2 separate regions of the Capsicum annuum genome follow, and region 2 is linked to region 1. The links are chromatin contacts, called in public Hi-C maps. All regions are on one chromosome and are shown on one strand. Each heading gives the region's core, a stretch centred on a gene start, on an enhancer-like site or on the middle of the called end of the contact. The rest is flanking DNA. Distances are from core to core; before and after follow the strand shown. Region 1 has its middle 230 kb from the start of LOC107845646. Region 2 has its middle 180 kb from the start of LOC107845646.

What was found. Hi-C and Micro-C count contacts between places; a contact is called where the count stands out from the background.
Region 2: a contact with region 1 is called in a Hi-C map of leaf, with 2.2 times the contacts expected there. The contact joins two enhancer-like sites. A contact is called at or near these places in 3 of 5 Hi-C or Micro-C datasets (bud, leaf and placenta).

Annotation. Positions count from the first base shown.
Region 1 is chr10:24,738,453-24,746,266 of UCD10Xv1.1, forward strand. No RefSeq gene overlaps it. Among protein-coding and RNA genes, the nearest start is that of LOC107845646, 230 kb to the right of the region's middle. Within about 2 kb of position 2,734, at least 5 of the 5 cell types and tissues checked have an H3K27ac peak or open chromatin away from gene starts, as enhancers often do.
Region 2 is chr10:24,781,023-24,788,836 of UCD10Xv1.1, forward strand. No RefSeq gene overlaps it. Among protein-coding and RNA genes, the nearest start is that of LOC107845646, 180 kb to the right of the region's middle. Within about 2 kb of position 4,444, at least 2 of the 5 cell types and tissues checked have an H3K27ac peak or open chromatin away from gene starts, as enhancers often do.

The DNA.
Region 1 (7,814 bases), core at 1,484-3,983:
GAAGATCCAATCTCTTGATAATCAAATACATCAAGAAAATCCACAAATCCTCTTTTCATGGAGATCAAATCTAAATATTCCTACGTTGGAGAAATACGCTACCCACGATTCTTGAATTACGAAAAAAATCAAGAGAGAAGAAGCAAGGGAGGAGCAGATTTGTACCCACTTCATACATCAATAAAATTGTTATTTCTTCATATTTTTATTTGTGGTTGAAGTTTATTTTCCATGAATTAAATTATGTTGCAAACAGATATATAAAAAAATCTTAATTCAAATAAGATGGTATAGCTATTACACATTGTTGGATTGAGTTATTATTTTCTATATTTGACGAAAGCATGAATCTTACATCCACATTCGCTATATCCATAATTTATAATCTATATCTATAATCTATAATCTATATCTATAATATATTAAATATCTATAATATATTAAAAGTATAAAAACCCTTAGAAAAATTATTTGAACTTTTTGTCCTTCATTAAAAACTCTCCTTTAGACAAAATTGTCTCTTCACCATTTTCTTTTATTTATTATTTGATTTTATTAATTATAGTATTTAGACTCCTGAAATATATAGGACTCCTAAAATATAAGGAAGATGAATCAATTAATATTTTTCTTTACTAGTCAATTAGAAAAATACTCCTAAAATAGGCTCTATTAAGGAAACACTTCTATAAATATTAAAATGCACATTAAATTAGAGAAGAAATCGATTCACCTATCGGGAGAATATAATGGATGTTTATCTAAGCCATCTGATCAAAAGCTTTGGTCTGTCAAAATTTCTCAGTAACAAACAGATTATGTATGATATATAATTTTGTTTTTATGTTATCGCAAAGAGAGATAGGAGGAAGTTGAATTTGTTGCACCTCAGAGCAATCTCTATTTTTTTCTGATTTATGGGAGGTGTTATGGTAATAAAGTGAGCTTCGCCATGAAAATTATGAATATTTAAAAATTAATTTCTTTTAAATGATATTCAAAAATTAGAGTTGTGTATCAATATTTATAATCTATAATCTATATCTCATTCTTTAGGGTCAAAATTTTCACTCGGACAAGAATTTTTATTAATATCGAAGCTTTGTGATCACTATTGTATTATTTTGTTATAGTTTACAAGTCGCAGATGAATGTCAATTGGCTTTGAAGAATTTCTAGTGTAAAGGTTAGATTTAATTGTATTATTTTGATATTTTTATTTTCTTATTGTTTTATTTATGTTCAATTGTATTGTTTTGATATCTCTTTTATCGTATTGTATTGCTTTAGTTTACAGATAGTAGATAAATATCAATCGACTTTGAAGAATTTTTAAAGGTAAAGGTTAGGTTTAATTGTATTGTTTTGATATCGCTGCTTTGATGTTTTTTTGTGTGTGTGTGTGTAAAGATTAGATTTGGTTGTATTATTTTGGTATCTCTATTTTCGTATTATTTTGTTATAGTTTAAGGTTTTGTCTAAAAATTAGATTAAATTATATTATTTTGATGTCTCTATCATTGAATTGTTTTGTTGCAGTTTACAGGTGGTAGATGAATATCGATTAGCTTTGAGAAATATTTTTGGTAAAGGTTAGATTTAATTAAATAAATTCTCTATCTTCACATGTTCAAAAGATGTTCAATTTAATTATTGTATTCATTTTTATTATTTATTTAAATAAATATCCTATTTAGAGTAACGTTTGAATTCATTAAAGTGAGGTACACGCGTGAGGCGCGTACACCTAAACTAGTTATAATTATAAGTGGGTGTTTTTATATAATTTATACCTATTTTCGTATATTTTTTTGTAATTATACATATTCCGCGTCGAGTTTAGTGGGTGTCGAGCATCTAAAAGTTTTGTGTAGGTCCGCCCCTGGTTAGCATACAAAATTATTTATCCCACCACTTATACTATAGTGATAGAATAAGTTATCTCATATACATAGTAAAATAACTAATCTCAAAATTAATTATCTTGAGATAACTCCCTCTCAACCAAACGATGGCTTAGTTTTATTCTCCATGTATGTAAGTTGCCTTCTCTTTTTACTTTATTTTTATTTTCCATATAGTTGGTAAGAAAAGCATATCTTTATTTTTTTAGTTGTCTTTAACACGTCCCATTTTGTGGCGAAGATTTCTTTTTGCCCCGAAAATTCTTTTTAAAATTGGTAATAAAATGGATCTCACCTTATGATCTATCTCATATTATATTATGAGACCATCTCATTCTTAATGAGAACATAATTTAGGTAGATATGTATGAAGTAGACGAATTAGGATACAAGACTAGTAGGAAGGAATTAGGATACAAGACTAGTAGGAAGGAATGTGTCCATGCTAATAGGTATGAGTGTTTTATTTTGTTGTCTGAGCTAGTAGTAGTGCTACACTTGATATGTCTGGTTCTTGGAGTTTTGGTGAAGTATGGTGTTTCAGTAGATCGCTAGTGTTATTTTGTGGCAGTGTTGTTTCTATTACTATCTGTCGTTTAATATTACCTATTATTTTTTGTTCTAATATCAAACCCTTTTCTAGACTATTTTATCATGAGTTGGGAGTCTATCGAAAATAATCTTTGTACCTCGTCTTTGAAATAGTAACATAAACTAAACTGTGTGCATCCTACTCTTTTTGGATTCTACTGATAAGAATATGATGGATATATTTTTGTTGTCTTAGAAAAAGCTAGATCTGACATGAAATTTGAAACATGTGACCCAGAGCAGTAAAATTATGGCTAGAAATTGTTAGGATCCATGCCCAGCCTAAAGTACTACACTCTCTGTATCACCATATTTATCATGTTTTGTTTTTTGAAGAGCTTATTTGATCAATCTTTTAAATTCTAAATTTACGGCAGAATAAATAATGAATAATCTCGAAATAAGACATTTTTAAGCCACACAAAAAGCTTTTGACTAGTGATATTTTTTCAAGATATTCATGCAACAACATTGTCCTCTTCTCCTGTTGAAAATATAATAACATAATAATTCAAAATATCACATATACAATATATAAAAGCAATTATAGACAAATCGACAGAACACATGTGTGTCATTTGTTAGAATCAATTTCTCGATTAGTTGTTTTCTTTAATAAAGGCTTTCTCCTTACGGTGCAAGTTGCAACCACTAATAAGGCGTGTGGTACTTCGATCAAGTCTTCCTGTGACTTAAGGAAGATCCAATTGAAAATTTTTAAATTAAAATAGTTTTCAATTATTTAAATTTTGTTAAGATTTAAAGAATAAAAATGCATATTTTTTTCTTTCCATAATATCACTATTATAAATTAGATCTTTAAAACAAAGCCAAAAATAATGAAAAACAAAGATTACTACTCTCGTTTGCCTGTACTTGTCGCATTTTAACTTAACACACCCACTAAAGAAAAACAATTATTGATATAATTATTTTATTATACTACTCCTATTAAATAATATTTGCTATTATGTCTTGAAGTTAATTAATTTTTAAAAAATAATTAATGCTAAAAATAAATCATGGAAAAAAATTAAAAAGATAAGAAGAAGTAAATCTGAATTTGAGGAGAAAGTGATAAGTCATATTAAATGCTGGGTAAAATTTTTGTGCCAAACGACAACTTTAGGGGTACCGTAGATTATGCCGGCAGTAGATCAAACTTGAATAGAACTTGTATAGACTAGATATATTTTAAAATGGTCAAAAGCATCGATAGACAGTCAAAGTTATTGTCAGAATTCACTTAGACACTTAAATTAAGGTCTGTTTCTATCAGGCTCTTAAATCCGCCACATTTTGCTCTAATTGGCCTTTTTTGCATATGTGGCACTGCGGGTGCAGTGCCATCGTGGGAGGCGCGTGAGGAGCATTTTTTTTACTAATTTACAAATAAAAAAATGTCAAGTGGCATTGAGGACCCCAAAAATTTTTTAATAACAATTTTTTTTTTTAAACAGTAAAGGCCCTTTTTAATAAAACAAAAAGCATTAGGGGGTCCCAATTTTTTTTTTAATAAAACAATACATTGGGGGGGCGGGGGGCTGGGCGTAGGTGGAGGAGTTTTATTTTTATTTTTTAAAAAATTTTATAATTTCTTTTTAATAATTAATTTTTTTATTTTTAAAATGATTTTATAATTTCCTTTTTATAATTAGGCAAAAAAGCATTAGGTGTCCCAATTTTTTCTTTTAATAAAACAATACACTGGGGATGGGGGCATAGGGGTAGGTGGGGGAGTTTTGTTTTTATTTTTTAAATTTTTTTTATAATTTCTTTTTAATAATTAGTTTTTTATTTTTTAAATAATTTTACAATTTCTTTTGTATAATTAGGATTTTATTTTTATTTTAAAAATAATTTTATAATTTTTTTTTAATAATTTGGATCCTCAATGCCATTTTTTATTTTCATTTCTTAAAAATTTTTATAATTTTTTTAATACTTATTTTTTTATTTTTTAAATAATTTTTTAATAATTTATTTCATTTTTAAAAAATAAATTATATTTTTTTTAAAATAATCTATTTTTTTATTTTATTTTTCAAATAATTTTATAATTATTTTTTCATAATTTATATCCTCAATGCGATTTTTTATTTTCATTTTTTAAAAAGCTTTATAATTTTTTTAATAATTTATTTCATTTTTTTAAAAAAATTATAATTTTTTTTAAATAATCAGTTTTTTATTTTTATTTTTCAAATAATTTTATAATTATTTTTTCATAATTTATATCCTCGCCATTTTTTATTTTTATTTTTTAAAAAAAATTATAATTTTTCTTAATAATTAATTTTTTTAAAATAATTTTTTAATAATTTATTTCATTTTAAAAAAAAAATATATAATTTTATTTAAATAATCAGTTTTTTTATTTTTTAAATAATTTTAGAATTATTTTTTAATAATTTCCTCAATGCCATTTGTATATACTTTTTAAAAAATATATATAATTAATTTTTAATAATTATTGTACCCACAATGTCATGTGTCAGCTTCCAATTAGCTCATTTTGCCACGTCATCGCGTGTGTGCAACACACACTTTGAGTTTTTTGCTGATAGGGCAAAAAAGGCCCAATTGAAACAAAATGTGGGGAGTTTAGTGGCCTGATAGGAACAGACCTTAATTTAAGTGTTTAAGTGAATTTTGGCAATAAATTTAAATTTCTATCAATGATTTTGAACTTTTAAAATCTATACATATAACCACATTACGAGTAAGTTATGTGTCATTTAGCACTTCCCATATTATATGCTGAGAAAAATTTGTGCCAAACAACTCTAGGGGTACCATAGATTATGTCGGCAGTAGACCAAACTTGAATAGAACTTGTATAGACTAGATATTTTTGAAAATCCATACATATAACCACATTACGTACATTTCTAGTTCAAGCTCACACAATTTATTTTTTAAAAAGAAGAATACTGTAGCTAGACGAACTAAGACATCAATCAATTGAAAAGAAGGAAAACCCAAACAAACTAAGATGGGATTGCCATATACTTTTTTTTCATTTTAATTTATGTGCTTGATTTTTACAAAATTTAAGAAATAAAGGACGTTCGTAAATTTGTGATCTAGAAAACAAATAAGTATTTCTGTGACTATAAATTATCTCATTTAGAAGATGAAGTTAGCCAGATGAGAATATTTAAATACATTTATGGTCATACTTAGAGAGATATAACTAGTAATGAAGCTATAAGTGGCAAGGTGCAGGGGCTGATGCACGTAGAGCTAAGGGTAGTCGAGCGACACCACTTTGTCAAAAAATTCATCCAAGTGTCCATATCTATAATCTATATCTATAACCACTTTGTCAAAAAATTCATCCAAGTGTCCATATCTATTATCTATATCTATAATCTATATTTATAATCTATAATCTATAATTTATAATCTATATCTATAAACTATAATATATTAAAAGTGTGAAGACCCTTAAAAAAAATGATTTAAACTTTTTACCCTTCATTAAAAAACTCTTCTTTAGACAAAATTATTTTTTCACTATATTTTTAATTTATTGTTTAATTATTTTTTATTATATTAACTAGACTTCCTAAAATATATGGTATGAGAGTTAATTAATATTTTCATTTCTACTAGACTTCCTAAAATATATTGTAGGAGAATTAATTATTTCCTTTCTACTGTTCAATTAGAAAAATACTCCTAAAATAGGACTTTATTAAGGAAATATTTCTATAAAAATATTAAGATATACGTTAAGCTAAAGAACAAACCAGTTTGCCTATTGGGAGAATATGATTGATGCTCATCTCACTTGATTCGATTGCATGTCTAGATTGGTGCATGCTTGATTTTCTAACCCTCAACGTCTTTACTGTTTTTGTCAGCATAATAGAATTCAACATGTGTGTATATATATCTTCTTTGTTTTCATTCAAAATTATTCTTTAGGGTCAAAATTTTCGCTCAGAAAAAAATTAGTTAGATCAAAATCGAAGCTTTGTGATCATTATTATATTTTTTATAGTTTACAGGTCATAGATGAATGTCAGTTGGTTTTGAAGAATTTCTTGTATAAAGGTTAGATTTAATTGTATTGTTTTGATATCTTTATTATCTTATTGTTTTATTTTAATTTACAGGTGCTAAATGAATGTGGGTCTGCTTTAAAAAAAAATTTTAGGTAAAGGTTAGATTTAATTGTATTATCATAATATCTCTATTAGTTTATTATTTTGTGGTAGTTTACAGTTCGTAGATGAATCTCTATCGGCTTTGAGAATTTTTTGTGTGTAAAATTTAAGTTTAACTGTATTATTTTGATATCACTTTAATCGTATTATTCTGTTGCAGTTTACAGGTGATAGCTAAATGTTGGTCAACTTTGAGGAATTTTTTATTTAAAGATCAGGTTTAATTGTATTATTTTGATATATCTATTATCGTATTATCTTGTTATTGTTTATAGGTGGTATATGAGTGTCGGACTACTTTGAAAAAAAAAATGTGTGTAAAGATTAGATTTAATTGTATTATTTTGATTTCTCTATCATTGTATTATTTTGTTGCAATTTACAGATGGTAGATGAATGTCGATCGACTTTTAAAAATATTTTTGGTAAATATTAGGTTTAATAAATAAATTTTTCATCTTTACATACTCAAAAGATATTAAATTTAATTATTATATTCATATTTATTATTTAAATAAACATTCTATTTAATGTAATGTTTAACTAATTAAAGTGAGGTACATGCGCAAGACGCGTACACCTAAACTAGTATACATTAGTATGTGTATAAAGAATATAGAGAATAAAATGGCATTGCATAAATCTCAACCTGCATTGATTTTGCAAAATTTTCTGTAAATTGTGTGTAGGTGGTGTTGAACTCAAGATCTTTTCTGACTTGAAAATATACTATACCAATGGGCCAAGGGCATATCACGCCGTTAAACATGGAGATTAAAATTTTATCCTTTTTTATATAAATATCGACACCACTTACTTAAATTTCTACATACGCTACTGGTAAAGTGGAAGTGACATCAATAGCGCACATAATGAGGAAACGGGACTAAGATGTTTCAGGCATGTGAAGAGTAGATGCGAGAATGTGCTAGTAAGGAGGTATGATATGTTTGCTCTAGCAGGAGTTGGGAGAAGTAAATTTAACCACTTTGGCAGAGTTTTTGATTGTATTGGTACCGAATGAACATATCAAACAAAGTCGAGAAGCATAAGACCTTCTCCGGACTGAAAAAAGTAGCAAACTCTATAAGCTAGGGCTTTGTTCACCTTTGGATACGAATACTAATTAACCAGAAAAAGAATT
Region 2 (7,814 bases), core at 3,194-5,693, 44 kb after region 1:
GTTCTTCCCAAAAAGCACATATCTGTCAAGAGAAAGACATTTGTGGATCTTGAGGGTCCTGGTCCTGAAGTTAACTCCACTATACCTAAACATGTTTGTCAGTTGGCAAGGGGACTAAGTACCCCTTCAAAGAGAAGAAAAGTTCAAAAGAAAGTAAAAATTCTCACAAGAGCGGAGAGGATTGAAGCACTCAAAACTCAAAAGGTGCTGAAAGGAAGAATATTTGATCCAAGCATCTTTGGTAAGCTCAGAATGGTTGAATTGGTTGAATATGTAAAGTGTAAAGAGTGGAGTCACATGTTTAAATTGCTAATTCGTACTATTCATGAGAAGTAAGTGAGAGACTTCTACTACACTTCTAAAATTCTCTAAAGATGGTCTACTTGTGTATACCATGGTACAAGGTGTTGAGATCCATCTTGATGAAACTGTTCTTAGTGAGATTCTTGATGTTTCTATAGAAGGTATCAGGTCTATGAAGGATAAGATGTCATCTCTCGAGTTTGTGCAAGAAACAAGCAAAACACTGGAAAGTCAAAAGTAGGAGTACGAAAAAAGTACCTAAAGGGGCAGTTCCAATTGTCGTTTGAGCTTGTCAACAAGATTTTGCTGTGATGTTTAGAAAGCGAACAATAGCCTCAACAGTGGAATTATTTCTCATGGAGACCTTGAGCAAGTTTGAAATTGTCAATCGTTCTGCAATTATAATTGAACATATGTACAAAGTGATGGATGTCAAATATGGGAAACAGTAACATATAGCTACTTCTTGAATAAGGTGTTTAATTATTTTGAGATTGAGTGTTTGGAAGGACTGATTGGTTCAGTCAAATATACCTTTTCCATGACTATATTGATTTAAATGAGTGTGTGGAAGAAAAGGTAGGGAAAAAACAAAGTAATAAGTATCGAAATTCATTGATGAATAAGAAAGACTAGTTGCATAATTGGAATACATAACTATTCTAGTGGCAAAACAAAATGCAAATATCTCCCAGTAAAAGGCAACACTGCAGCAGGCCGCAGTTGAGGGACCTAGTACCACTGATGCTTTCCGTGCAGAAACTAAGGACTGAAGGACCAGGTCAAGGATTTTAATACTGAGGTTAAGGGTATAACTGTAGAAGTTAAGGACTTGATTGAGCAGTTTATCAATGAGCATGCAACTTAAAGTTTGTGTATGACCTAGTACTTCATTCCCAGCTTGCTCCTAAGCCTCCTTCTTCTTAAGCCCCTTCAAACTATAATAGTTTTCATGTTCTAAGTTTCTTTGTCCTTTCTTGGTATCAGTTCCTTTGTTGTCTCTGTGGCTAATTTGGAATAGTTCCTTTATGTGCTTTTATTAAGTTCATTATGTATGATGTTGTTTTTTGCTCTTATGAATGGAGTGTTTGCTTATTTATTAAGTTCATTATGTATGATGTTGTTTTTTGCTCTTATGAATGGAGTGTTTGCTTATGTGTATCATCTCTCTCTTTTTGGCTTTGTTTATTTGTGTTGGTGTTTTCCTAATGTCCATGTGTTATCCTTATGCACATTTTACTTATCTTGATTTACTATTATTATATTTTTATAATGCCAATATAGGGAAGATATTTTCAATTACAGGGTAGTGTTGGTTCACATCAGGGGACCCAGTCCCTTGTAGATAGAAGGAACATACGGAGGAATCTTATTAATAGGGGAAACTGATTGATATGGAAAAAGAGGAATCCAGTTGATAGGGGGAGCTAATTGAATAGGGAAGAGTCGAAAATAGTTTATATTATTTATCATCATCAAAAAAGAAAAAAATATTGTATGTTAATTTTTATGATTGTCAAATAAGGATTCAAGGAACCTGATTCGTGTCATGCCTATTCAAGAGTGAAACTCTGTACAGCTGTAATCTGTACTGTCTGATTTGGCTGGCAGTACTACAACAGTGCTGCAGCTAGTGTGCTGACACCTTGTCTAATAGAATATTGTTAAGGTTTTACTCTCTAATATAAAAGCAAGATGTGATAAGAGTGAAACCTAAATTTTGCAATCAAAAAGTTCTCTCAAAAGACAAAAGCTCTTTCATCAAATTATTGCTCAGTCCCAACAAGGACCTAATAAAGCTGCAATTCTGATCTTGCTGTTTTATAGAGTGATTGTCTTTTGTTCTTACAAGTGTAAACCTACTCTTGTGTTATAAAGGAGTATAAATATTCGTCTCGACTATATCATAGGTTGAGTCATATGAACTATAGTTAGTTGTCGTTTCAATCTTAGTTTTGTTATGTTTTATTCCATACGTTTATGTTATTCTGGGTAGAGTTATCTAGGAGTGTCGATTAGAGTTAGTTGACGTGTGAATGTGGCAAAGTTGCAGCATCAATCTTGTAATTGACTTATTACAATGTGATAGGATTAAGAATTTAATCCTGGTGATTATTGGAGTATGTAATCACACCTTTTACTTGAAGTTAGTAGAGTTTGCTGAAAATCCTGCGAGACAGGTTATGATTTTTTCTCCCTTGAGCAAAGAGGTTTCTATTAAGACCAAAATAATTAAGTGTCATGCGGAAATTATCAAAGCAAACCTCGAAAGACCATGAATAAGAAGATTAATGAGGAATACAACAAAAGAGACACAAGAATTTAACGTGGTTCGGTCAATCGACCTACATCCACAAAAGGAGATGAGCAATTCACTATATAAAAGAGAGTACAAACTGTCAAGAGAGACAACCTCACACAATTCACTCAAAAGAAAAAGAGGTTCAGACAAGTGATACCGCAACACTTGTGTCTCACAAAGTCTCCCCCCAACTAAAACTCTCAAACTCCTAGGACTATATTATGGATGCTCCCAAACTAGAAGAAAAGAGTCTCTATTTACAGAGTCTATAACTTTTTCCTATAAGAATAAGGATTAGCCAAATATGGAGAATACAAATATGGAGAATATGTTTTTCTTTTCCTAAAAGGAAACTCAATTATGGTACCTAAAGGAAAATCCAATTATGGTAAGAAAGTCAGGAAAAACACCAACAATTCTCCCCCTTGACCTGAATTTCTGATAAAATATATTTGTTCCACCTTTTTCATGTAGTCTTCAACAAGTTCAATCTCCATCTCCAAAATCCCTTTCATTAAATCTTGCCTCTATACAAAGTAACACTCTGATACAATTTTTCGAACCAAAATCTTCATTATCGTCTAATAGATTGCGATTAGAACTGAATCTGCCAAGATGAACACCCAATTTTAATCGTGCTTTGATACCACTTGTTAGGATCAAATAATTAGGTTATGCAGAAGCTAGAAAAGCAAATTTCTAAAGACCATGAATAAGAAGATAAATGAGAAATATACCAAAAGAGACACAAGAATTTAACGTGGTTCAGTCAATCGACCTACATCCATAAAAGGGGATGAGCAATCCGCTATATAAAAGAGAGCACAAATTGTCAAGAGAGGCAACCTCACACAATTCACTCAGAATAAAAAGAGATTCACACAAGTGATACCACAACACTTGTGTCATACAAAGTCTCCCCCAAAACGAAACTCTCAAACTCCTAGGACTACATTGTGGATACTCCCAAACTAGAAGAAATGAGCCTCTATTTATAGAGTCTATAATCGTACAAGAATAAGGATTAGCCAAATATGAAGAATATGTTTTCCTTTTCCTAAAAGGAAACCCAATTATGGTACCTAAAGGAAAACCAATTATGGTAAGAAAGTCAGGACAAATACCAACAGTTTCCACATAAATATCGAGTGTTCTTACTTTCAGCATTCTACGTTTATCTTACTTATTATATTGTTCTAGTGCCTAAGGGACCTGATCCCTTTACTAATGGTGAACTCGTTTAAGCCAACAATCACATACTTTCTTATTTTTTGGTGCGTATTATTATCTGGTGCTGCATTTGTTAGTATTTTCGCTACTTTGTTAACTCATTCTTTTAGAATCCTGCGTCAGATACTTTCACTTTGAACTAAAAATCTATCGAAAATAGTCTCTCAATAATACAAAAGTAATTATAAGGTGTGTGTATATCTCACTCTCCTCAAATTCAACTTATAAAATTACACTAAATATATTACTTCCTCTGTTTAAAAAAGAATGACTTACTTTGACTTGGCACAAAGTTTAAGAAAATAAAGAAGACTTTTGAATCTTGTGACCTTAAATTAAAGTTGTGTCAAATGTATCAAAATGCCATTTAATCTTATGATGCTAAATATATCATGTGGAAAATTGAAATTAAAATATTATCAAAAAATGAAAGAAATCATTCTTTTTTAAATAAATTAAAAAAATAGATTATTTTTTTTTTAAACGGAGAAAATATTATTATAAAAAATAAGTGTAACATAAGATTTATCGGCAATGATACACATGTGAAATTAACGAGTTTGGTCCACCACCAGGTGGAAGTTGTGACCACCACACGTGTGATGTGGCTTATGATAAAGTCATGAGTTACATGGATATATTCTTTCACAGCAATTATTTCTTTCGCACACCTATTGCAATTACGGCTGAAACCGCGTTTAAATGGACCCCTATGTGCAAAAGCGTTTTTAAACGTGTTTCCAATTTCTTCAAAGTGACTTCTTTTAATTCTTTTATTTCATCATCTAATATTCAATATTTATTTTGGTGTGCGACTATTTAAAAAATTTTTACTCCCTTCATTTAAAAAAGAATGACCTACTTTGATTTGTCATCAAGTTTAAGAAAACAAAAAAAACTTTTGAATCTTATGGTGTTAAATTAAAGTTGCGTCAAATGTATTAAAATGTTCTTTAATCTTGTGGTTCTAAACATGTCATGGGAAAGTTTAAATTAAAGTATTGCCAAAAAAGAAAAAGAGACTTTTTTTTTAAACGGACTAAAAAGAAAAATAGGTCATTCTTTTTTAAACGAAGGAAATTATATTTTTAAAGTAAATATTTCATCAAAAGAGATTTTATTTTTAATATATGAATTTGAAATTTTTGATCAAAAATGAAAATGTATTCACCGTCCCAATATAAAGAGGAGATGATGTGTAGCAATTCAAGTTAATTAGACTCAACTCAATAATGACAGCTTTGATCAAAGCTCGAGATGACAATAGAGTTGGGTCGCTTCAGCATGAGGGCTTACCTTGATCTACAATAAAGAATCCAGTAGACAGTAGTCATGATAAGAAATCAAGATGGAAATATTACCATATATGCATACATGAAAAGAGCTTTAGAAATAGGAGAAACCAAGGGAGGCATACTTGTCGAAAGAAAATATACTCAAATTTGAATTAGATTCTTATTCTTAAACTAATCCTTGCTTAATTTGGAGAAGGAGATACATTCCTACTCTCATATAAACCATTACATTAATGTTGTTAAAGATAAGAGATTCCACTGCATGAAGAGAGAAGATATTCAAAGTACGTTCAAGTGATATATAGTCAATTGACAAGATTTGGACATGCAAAAGTTATTTCTTAAATTGCATATGCCGTAATTAATTTAACCCATACGACAATTTAACAGTACATAGAAAAATAAAATTCTTAAAGTTTGACTTGTTGAATATACTCATAATCTATGATAATATAATAATATTATATATTATATATTATATTTTATATCATATAATATATTAAAAATGTGATGACCTTAGAAAAGTGATTTTAAACTTTTTGTTCTTCACTCTCCTTTAGACAAAATTATCTTTTCACTATTTTTTTAATTTATTATTTAATTATTTTTATTATATTTACTAAACTCCTAAAATATATGGGATTCCTAAAATATATAAAAGGAGAATCAATTAATAATTTTTTTTGTACAGATCAATTAGAAAATTACCCCTAAAATATGATAGAAAAATATGCTATAATAGGACTCTATTAAGGAAATACTTCTATAAATATTGAGATACACATTAAAATGGAGAAGAAAATGGTTTACTTTTTTAAAAAATATGATTGATACTCATCTAACTTGATTCGGTTGCATGTGTGGATGGTTAATTTTCTAACACCTCATCTTCTTCACTATTTTTGTCAACATAATATAATTCAACGTGTGTGTGTGTATATATATATATATATATATATATTCTTTGTTTTCATTCGAATCATTCTTTAGTGTCAAAATTTTTGTTATTTTTATCAAAACTAAAGCTTTGTGATCACTATTGTATTATGTTGTTGTAGTTTACAGGTACTAGATGAATTTATAGGCGGTAGATGAAAGTCGATCGGCTTTGAGAAATTTTTTAGGTAAATGTCAGGTTTAATTGTATTTTTTTTATATCTCTATTTTGAATTTTTTTGTGTAAAGGTAAAGTTTAGTTGTATTATTTTGATATCTCCATTATCGTAGTATTTTGTTATAGTTTATAGGTGGTAGATGAGTATCAGACGACTTTGAGGAAATTTTTGTGTAAAAGTTAGATTTAATTATATTGTTTTGATGTCTCCATCATCATATTATTTTGTTGTAGTTTACAGGTGGTAGACGAATGTCGATCGGTTGTGATAAACTTTTTGGTATAGATTGGGTTTAATTAAATTAATTCTCCAAAAGATGTTAAATTTAATTATTGTATTCATCTTTATTATTTAAATAAATATCATATTTAGTGTAACGTTTGAACTCAATAAAGTGAGGTACACACGTGGGGCGCGTACACCTAAACTAGTAAATAAAGAAAAATGTGTAATTACTCTGATTAGGTAATTAATAAATAGGAAAAATGATCTAAAATATACCCAAACTTTGATAAAATTTATTGTAACACGTCCAAACTTTATGAGGGTCCTATGACCCCATATACTATTTATTAACGTATTTTACTGATATTTATTTACATTAAATTCTTTTATTTATTTATTTATTTATTAGAGCATTTTATCTATTTATTAGCTTATAAATGTCACTAATATATTTTAATTAATAGTTCAGGGGTTTCATAAGACTCGTGTAAAATTCAGATGTGTTACGATAAATTTCATCAAAATTTAAATATAATTTGGACCCTTTTCCCTAATAAATAAGTTTTAAAAGAACGAATCGACAAATGAAAATTATATTGAGATGGGTGGATTGTATTGGATAACTAGTTGCTTATATCAAATTGGCATGCCCACAAGGGCAAAATCATGGGGTGCTATTTCAGAAATATATTAGAATGTCGTCAATGAAAATAATGAAAAGTAAAGTTAAAAAATATTTAAACCCACTATCCTGAAAGAACATTGTATTAATAATATTAAATTATTTTAAATGTATATCTGATAAATTTTAAAGTTTCTTTTTATGCGTATCTTTCTTAAGTTTAAATTTTTTAAATAAAAATTATGGCTCGATACTATTTATTAATCGTGACTGGAACAATATTTGTACCACAATGTCCATTTGACAACCTAGGTATCCCAATGATAAAATTTGAGAACCTTTTTCATTTTACTTCCGACCAAGTACATAACTCAAAATTTGACAACCTCCAGCCTAGCTCAAGTGACTGCTAGCTAAAATTAATTATCTCTTCTCGTCCACTAAAAATTACTCTTCCATTTTACTTATAGTGTTATTAAAAAAATAATTGGCCCAAAATAGTTATTATTTTTAAAAATTAAGATATAATCAATTATTAGCTTTTTAATCTTTATTTGTACGACACGCGTAAAATAACATAATACATAAATAGACACTCAAATTTGATGTCAGCTAAAAAATAAATACTTAAGCTTTGAGTATGTACATATAGACACCACAACTTATCTTCATTGTATCAGTTGAACACTTCAACTTACTCTCTCCATCTCAAATTACGTTTT